Regions from separate parts of the Rattus norvegicus genome. Here region 1 is linked to region 2. Evidence: chromatin contacts called from public Hi-C data. All regions are on one chromosome and are shown on one strand. The core of a region is the stretch at or near the end of the contact, and the rest is flanking DNA. Distances in the headings are between cores, read along the strand shown. Region 1 holds the start of Pard6b (par-6 family cell polarity regulator beta). Region 2 holds the start of Cebpb (CCAAT/enhancer binding protein beta).

Evidence for each region. Hi-C and Micro-C count contacts between places; a contact is called where the count stands out from the background.
Region 1: a Hi-C map of mammary epithelial cells shows a contact between it and region 2, with 3 times the contacts expected there. The contact joins the promoter of Pard6b here to the promoter of Cebpb in region 2. A contact is called at or near these places in 8 of 12 Hi-C or Micro-C datasets (the A7r5 cell line, Schwann cells, frontal cortex and 4 more).

What each region holds. Positions count from the first base shown.
Region 1 is chr3:177,207,715-177,211,273 of GRCr8, forward strand. Pard6b (par-6 family cell polarity regulator beta) reads left to right here and starts at 1,715. Exons shown (of 3, transcript NM_001108609.1): 1 at 1,715-2,016. The coding sequence starts at 1,951.
Region 2 is chr3:176,814,809-176,818,680 of GRCr8, forward strand. It overlaps Cebpb (CCAAT/enhancer binding protein beta), which reads left to right and starts at 2,197. Exons shown (of 1, transcript NM_024125.5): 1 at 2,197-3,628. The coding sequence starts at 2,250. The coding sequence ends at 3,143.

The DNA of each region.
Region 1 (3,559 bases), core at 465-2,964, 390 kb after region 2:
AGGAAAACTTTAAAGCTGCCTAGGTCTGGCGAACTGATTCATTGAAGGGGCTTCTCATCTTTGAAGGTATAGGGTGTAGCCTGGAGAAGCCACAGACTGGGCTCCTCTGTCCCCAAATACATACATGAGAGTATGCCAAGCCAGGAGACTAACTGAGCAAAGCGGACATATCCCGCCATTGGGTAACTTTCATTCTACATAGAGGAACACTATTTGAAGTGCGCATGCACGAGGGAAAATAGAAAACCTGAGACCCATCACAGTGGAAATGGGGAGGCACAGATGTTAAATTCTGTGGTACAAGGGGAGAGGGTGGACAGGAGTGAAGCTTCCTAATCAGCTAGCTCTTCAGCCCTCCGTGGGGTAGAGGGGACATAAAGGGTCTCAACTTTCACCTTTCTCCTAACATCAGCAAGGCCAATGATAAACAAAACAGCGAGGCATCCGCCCCACACCCCGGTGTGGGGCGAGCGCTCAGAGATTAGGAATTGGTGTTGTGTTACCAGGGACACAGCTTGGTCACTGGGAGAACAGAACACAGCCCAGAGGCCGGCGTTGGTACAAACAACAAACAGCCAAGAAATTGCTCCATGGAGAGAAGACTTCAGCCCCAGAGGGCGGATGGGGAGGCCTGCAGGGAGCCAGGGCCTGTGGGGACTGTAGCAGGCCTCAGCTCTCTGGTCCTCTCCTGATACCCAGGACACCCTGGGGACAGGGAAGATCTAGAGCAATGGTTCTCAACCTTCCTAATGCTGTGACCTCGCCTTGTGATGGCCTCTGATCATACAATTATTTTTCTAGTTACTTAATTGTAATTGTGCTACTGCTATGGCTCATAAATATCTGTGTTTTCCAATGGTCGTAGGTGACCCCTGAGAAAGGGTCGTCCTGGGGGTCGGATCCCACAGGTTGAGAAGCGTTCATCTAGTCGAAAGTGCGGTTTCCCCGCGTGAAATCCGGCCGAGAGCCCCCTTCCAACCAGCCTCTTCTTCTAGTGACTGTCCCAGAGGCGGGAAAACTTGAATCTTTCGACAAGAGTTTCAGGGGGCCGCCTAGAAGCCGCAGCATGGGGGCCCAAGTCGAAGAGGGGCCCTGGAAGCCCAGCAATCCCACGTCATCACAAGGGAACGGCCGTACACACATTCCAAGCCGGTGACTAGGGCGCGTTAAAGATACGGGTGCTCCGGACTCGACCCAGCGGGCGAAAACGCTCGCGCGCATGCGCAAACCCCCCCCCCCCCCCCCCCCGAGCTGCAGTCCAGGTGCGCTCGCGCTTCCGGCCGGCCTTCCCCATTGCCTTCTCGGGGCGGAAACTCTACAGCCAGCGCATGCGTCCTGCTGCTCCCCATATTAATCCGGAGAGGCCCAGAGTTTCAGGTGATCCCGCCCCTCCCTCGCAACGCAGGGCCAATCGCTAGGCTGTGGGCGGGGCTTTCCAGACACGAGGCCCGCCCACGGGCCGCGCGAGCCCCGCAGGCTGCGTGCCGATTGGCTGTCGCCGCGGGCGCAGGTGCGCGCTTCCTATTGGGTGTGGGCGGAGCGCGAGCCGCCGCCGAGGCTGCAGGTGAGCGCGCGCACGTGCCGCGGCTGCGGCCGAGCTCGGTGCACGAGCACCGGGTGCACGAGCACCGGGCCGCGCGCGTGCCCGCGGGGGAGGCAGCGGAGGAGCAAGGCTGCGGCGGCTGTGGGATTGTGCTCCGCCCTCTCTTCACCGCGGCCGCCGCCGCCTCCGAGCCTCGCTGGGAGGGACCCGTGTCCCCGCCTGCCGCACTGCCAGTCCGACCCTCAGGCCGCCACGGAGCAGCGGGCACAGCGCTGCGCGGACCTTAGCAGGTGCCGTGACGAAGCGCCGTGCTGCGCTTCGAGTCCCGAGCCCGCGCTCCGCGGCCCCGCTGCCCGCGCTCCCGAGGACGGGCCCCAGACGAGGCCGCCGCCGGCCGGGCGCTCAGCATGAACCGTGGCCACAGGCACGGGGTGAGCAGCGGCTGCCTGGGCACCATGGAGGTGAAGAGCAAGGTGCGCGGCCGGGCGGGGCGACGGGGACGAGGGCTGGCGGGATGGTAGACGCGGGCTGCCCGGTGAGGACGTAGGGTGGAGGGATGATGGACCTCGGCTGCCCTGTGGGAAAGCGGGGAGGGCGATCTGCTGGCCGAAGCACGTAGGAGAGAAACTTGGTGGAGCGCGGCGACGGGAAGCGTTTGCGTCTGCTCCGCAGCACAGCCCCTGTTTGCTATCCTTCGTATTCCCGCCTTGCTTTAAGGGTGCGATGGGGACCGCTCCAGTGCAAGGTGATGGGATAGTTTTGGGGGAAATCCCTTCACCCCGGGCACGAGTCTGAGGCTTTGGGAACACCTTGCTGTCTTCTCATGTAACCTTTTCTTGGGATTCGGGGGTACATCGAATGGAGGAGAGCTTTTTCCAGCTCTAACTTTGGTATGCGTCTAATCTATGAAATTAGCACTATCGCCTTACTCTGGTGCTGCGCTTGACAATCGAGACGCTGCTACCCTTTTCATTCCGGCTCTTCATTCCGAATGTTTTTCCCCCTTGGCGGGTCTGCCAGTCCTGTTAGTGATTTCAGTTTCCGTGGAATTCCTCAATCCCAAAGCCGGGTGAGCAGAGTAGCCCGTGGGGATTAACTGAAGAATGCCTTCTTCCAAAAAGGGGCTTTTCAGATGGAATTTGAAGGTGATCTGTAGCCACTCGAACATGTCGGCAAGCCTCTCCTGATTTTGAAAGGCCAGGAGGAGCAGGATTTTGTAGCCTGGTTCTCTGAGAGTTCTGAGATGACAAGAAAACCAGCACTTAAAGGGTGTGACGTCCCCCTAACTCTGCTCTAGGACCAGGTTTTGCCGGATGGAACAACTTGTAAAACAGTCGTAGAGGGCATTGCTGACCATGAGAATTTAGGACAAAATTGTTGTGAGACACACAGGAAGAACGGTGTATCAAACACCCACAGTAAAAATAAGTGTGGTGGTTAAGGGATTCCTTGGGGAACGGCGGTCCTGGGAGTAGGGTGAGTGGGGAAAGGTGTCTGGAGCCTTTGTGTGTAGTTTCTGGGCTTGAGAGGAAAGTTCTGTAACTAAGAGTCACATATCTACACTTGTTTTTAATGTTTTTTTATTTTTAATCTCTAACTATTGAAGCTGGATCTAGAGAGTTCCAGGAGACCCCGTCTTAATGAAGTGGAGGGAGGACTTTATATATCAGAATAGATACACAGATCTGTTTAATAATAACAGGACTGTTGGTGTTAGAGAGATAGATGCACTTACGCGTGTGCACTGTTCTTGCCGGAGTCCCACGCTCAGCTCTCAGCATCCCTGTCAAGCAGCATGCACCTGTAACTTTCTTAAAATTCACTATTTTGTGTGTATAAGTGCCTGCATGTATGTCTGTGTGGCCGCCTGTATGCCTGCTGCTCTAGGAGGCCAGAATCCTAGAGAGAGTTGGATCCCCTGGATCTGGAGTTGAAATAGTGGGTGCTGGGACCCACACCCAGATCCTCTGGATGAGCAGCATGTCCAGTGAGCCTTCTCTCTAGCTCCAGAAGATC
Region 2 (3,872 bases), core at 947-3,446:
TAGAGTTTACTGTTAGAGCCGATTACAACCCCACAGCTTGGGAGACTTTCTCCACCACCGTTTCTTCACTGTGACGACCCTGAGCCCTCACTTAGATCTGCTGAGCCCCCCCGTCTCCTTACCCGTGAACACAGACAGAATGGCTCACCTCCCACAATTACCAGGGGGATCAAATGAGTATAAAATGAGGCTCAGAGAGAGCAGAGGGCTAAGGCCACACAGAGATGCTTGGGGTACTGTATAACTCTCCCCAGGTCTCGCTATGTCTCCCCAGAGCCCTGAAATGCCGACAGGAAGCTAAGGCGCAGAGCCAGTCTGCCAGAGACCACACCCAGCCAAAACAGGGAGTAAAGAGAGAAGTCAGGCCATCAAGATGGCTCAGTGGTTTAAGGCACTTAGAGCCAAGTCCGAGGACCCGAGTTCAATACCCAGGACCCATTGGATAGAAGGAGCGGCCTGTGACAGGCAGTGAACTCTGAAGTTCTGACCTTCACATGCAAGTTGTGGTGCACATTCACACAGTAAATAAATACGATAGACAGACAGACAGACAGACCCCTCCCTGGAGGTGCTGACATGGGGAGTAGGCAGCAGGGACAGAAGGAAGAGTGGCCAAGTGAAATAGGCTTTCAGGTTAGGAGTGTTAGGGAGCTTGGGGCTCAGGAAATCTTGGAGGGCTTCCTGGAGGCAAGCTCAGCCGAGACCCCAGCAGGGAACTCCTGGAGCAGGGTTGAGGGAATAGGGAGCACTGCCTTTCTGGAGCCCAGTCTGAGGGGAAACTGAGGGAAGGAGGGCAATGGTGTGAATGGTGGCCTAGAGGCAGAAAGAACAGTCACCAGTGTTGGATGAGGGAAGGCCTGTCAGTGAAGCCCCAATGTCCCACTTTATAGCCAGGCCTGGCTGGGTGGCCCTGGGGATGTCACCACGCCTCTCTGGGCCCTGATCCCTTCCTGGCCCAGAGGCTGCTGGGAAGGCCAGAAAGCCGCAGGCAGGGCTAGTGTCTTATCCTTTCCCTCCCTGCCCCCCACCCCCAAGGGCACAGGGAGATGTCATTTCTCCAGCTCTTGGGGGCGGAGGTCACCCCAGCTCAGCAGATAACACCGAAGGTTGAGCAACACCCCGCCAGCTTGCCGGGGCCAGGCCTGGGGTCAATGGGTCGGGGGTCAGCCCCAGGCAGGTTGGCAGCTCCCGCTTGAGTGGCCCGGCTGGGAGTGGCAGAAGAGTGGGCCCCCAAAGTTGTCCTGGGCCTTCTCGGAAGAGTCTCACCGGGGAGAGGCTGGTGGTCCAACCTGGTGCCCATTCAAGTGCATGGAGAGTTTGTTTTTCCAGCTCTCCGGGTGACCGTTGCGTCCTTACGACTGGACTTGGGTCTGCCATGTTCCCACCGCAACCACCTGAGGAGCTGCAGCCTCCGGGGAGGGCTGTGCGGGTCTTTCTTGGGGTCCATTTGTCTCTGATACCCGGACACCACTACCGACAATACCAACACTGTCCACGGAGGAAACTCAGAGGAGCAAAGTGACTCACCCACAGACACAGTGTGGCAGAACCCCCACCCTTGCCACCTTCGCGGAGAGGCGTGGGGAGTGGAGTAGGCTGGTGCGGTGGGCGGGCCATACAAAGGGTTGAGGGTTGGGATCCGGGGACAGTAAGCATCCCCGGGGTGGGCGTGCACAGGGTGGAGAGTTCTGCTTCCAGGAGTTGGGGTCTCAGAGGCGTGGGCAGCACCTGGGTGGGCGGACATGCACCGGGTGGAAGGCTGTTTCCAGGGAGTTGGGGACCGGGGACAGCGGGCGGGATCCGACGGTTGGGGTCGTGCACCGGGTGGACTGATCTGTTTCCCAGAAGTTGGGGGCCCGGGAGAGCGGACAGGAGCCGGACCAGTCACCGCGTCCTCCAGCAGGGGGCGGGCGGCGGCAGCGCTCCTCAGTGTTCCCGAGGGGCGGGAAGGGGGCGGGCTAGCGTCACCCGCGTCCGTGGCGATCGCGGGGCTGGCGGGGCGCCCAGGACACCGCTCAGTATCCCGCGCGCGGACCCCCGCCGCTCCCCACTCCCCGCCGCGCCCTCTCGCGCTCCCGCGGCCGGGCAATGACGCGCACCGACCCGGCGGCGGGGCGGCGGGAGGGGCCCCGGCGTGACGCAGCCCGTTGCCAGGCGCCGCCTTATAAACCTCCCGCTCGGCCGCCGCCGAGCCGAGTCCGAGCCGCGCACGGGACCGGGACGCAGCGGAGCCCGCGGGCCCCGCGTTCATGCACCGCCTGCTGGCCTGGGACGCAGCATGCCTCCCGCCGCCGCCCGCCGCCTTTAGACCCATGGAAGTGGCCAACTTCTACTACGAGCCCGACTGCCTGGCCTACGGGGCCAAGGCGGCCCGCGCCGCGCCGCGCGCCCCCGCCGCCGAGCCGGCCATCGGCGAGCACGAGCGCGCCATCGACTTCAGCCCCTACCTGGAGCCGCTCGCGCCCGCCGCCGCGGACTTCGCCGCGCCCGCGCCCGCGCACCACGACTTCCTTTCCGACCTCTTCGCCGACGACTACGGCGCCAAGCCGAGCAAGAAGCCGTCCGACTACGGTTACGTGAGCCTCGGCCGCGCGGGCGCCAAGGCCGCACCGCCCGCCTGCTTCCCGCCGCCGCCTCCCGCCGCACTCAAGGCCGAGCCGGGCTTCGAACCCGCGGACTGCAAGCGCGCGGACGACGCGCCCGCCATGGCGGCCGGCTTCCCGTTCGCCCTGCGCGCCTACCTGGGCTACCAGGCGACGCCGAGCGGCAGCAGCGGCAGCCTGTCCACGTCGTCGTCGTCCAGCCCGCCCGGGACGCCGAGCCCCGCCGACGCCAAGGCCGCGCCCGCCGCCTGCTTCGCGGGGCCGCCGGCCGCGCCCGCCAAGGCCAAGGCCAAGAAGGCGGTGGACAAGCTGAGCGACGAGTACAAGATGCGGCGCGAGCGCAACAACATCGCGGTGCGCAAGAGCCGCGACAAGGCCAAGATGCGCAACCTGGAGACGCAGCACAAGGTGCTGGAGCTGACGGCGGAGAACGAGCGGCTGCAGAAGAAGGTGGAGCAGCTGTCGCGAGAGCTCAGCACGCTGCGGAACTTGTTCAAGCAGCTGCCCGAGCCGCTGCTGGCCTCGGCGGGTCACTGCTAGCCCGGCGGGGGTGGCGTGGGGGCGCCGCGGCCACCCTGGGCACCGTGCGCCCTGCCCCGCGCGCTCCGTCCCCGCGCGCGCCCGGGGCACCGTGCGTGCACCGCGCGCACCTGCACCTGCACCGAGGGGACACCGTGGGCACCGCGCGCACGCACCTGCACCGCGCACCGGGTTTCGGGACTTGATGCAATCCGGATCAAACGTGGCTGAGCGCGTGTGGACACGGGACTGACGCAACACACGTGTAACTGTCAGCCGGGCCCTGAGTAATCACTTAAAGATGTTCCTGCGGGGTTGTTGCTGTTGATGTTTTTGTTTTTGTTTTTTGTTTTTTGTTTTTTTTTTGGTCTTATTATTTTTTTGTATTATATAAAAAAGTTCTATTTCTATGAGAAAAGAGGCGTATGTATATTTTGAGAACCTTTTCCGTTTCGAGCATTAAAGTGAAGACATTTTAATAAACTTTTTTGGAGAATGTTTAAAAAGCCTTTTGGGGGCAGTAGTTGGCTTTTGAAAAAAAATTTTTTTTCTTCCCTCCTGACTTTGGATTTATGCGAGATTTTGTTTTTTGTGTTTCTGGTGTGTAGGGGGCTGCGGGTTATTTTTGGGTTGTGTGTGGTGGTGGGTGGGGGTGTCGCATCTGGGTTTTTCTCCTCCCCTGGCAGATGGGATGCCAGCCCCTCCCCCCAGGAGAGGGGGCAGAGTGCCGGGTCAGGAATTCAGGGTGAC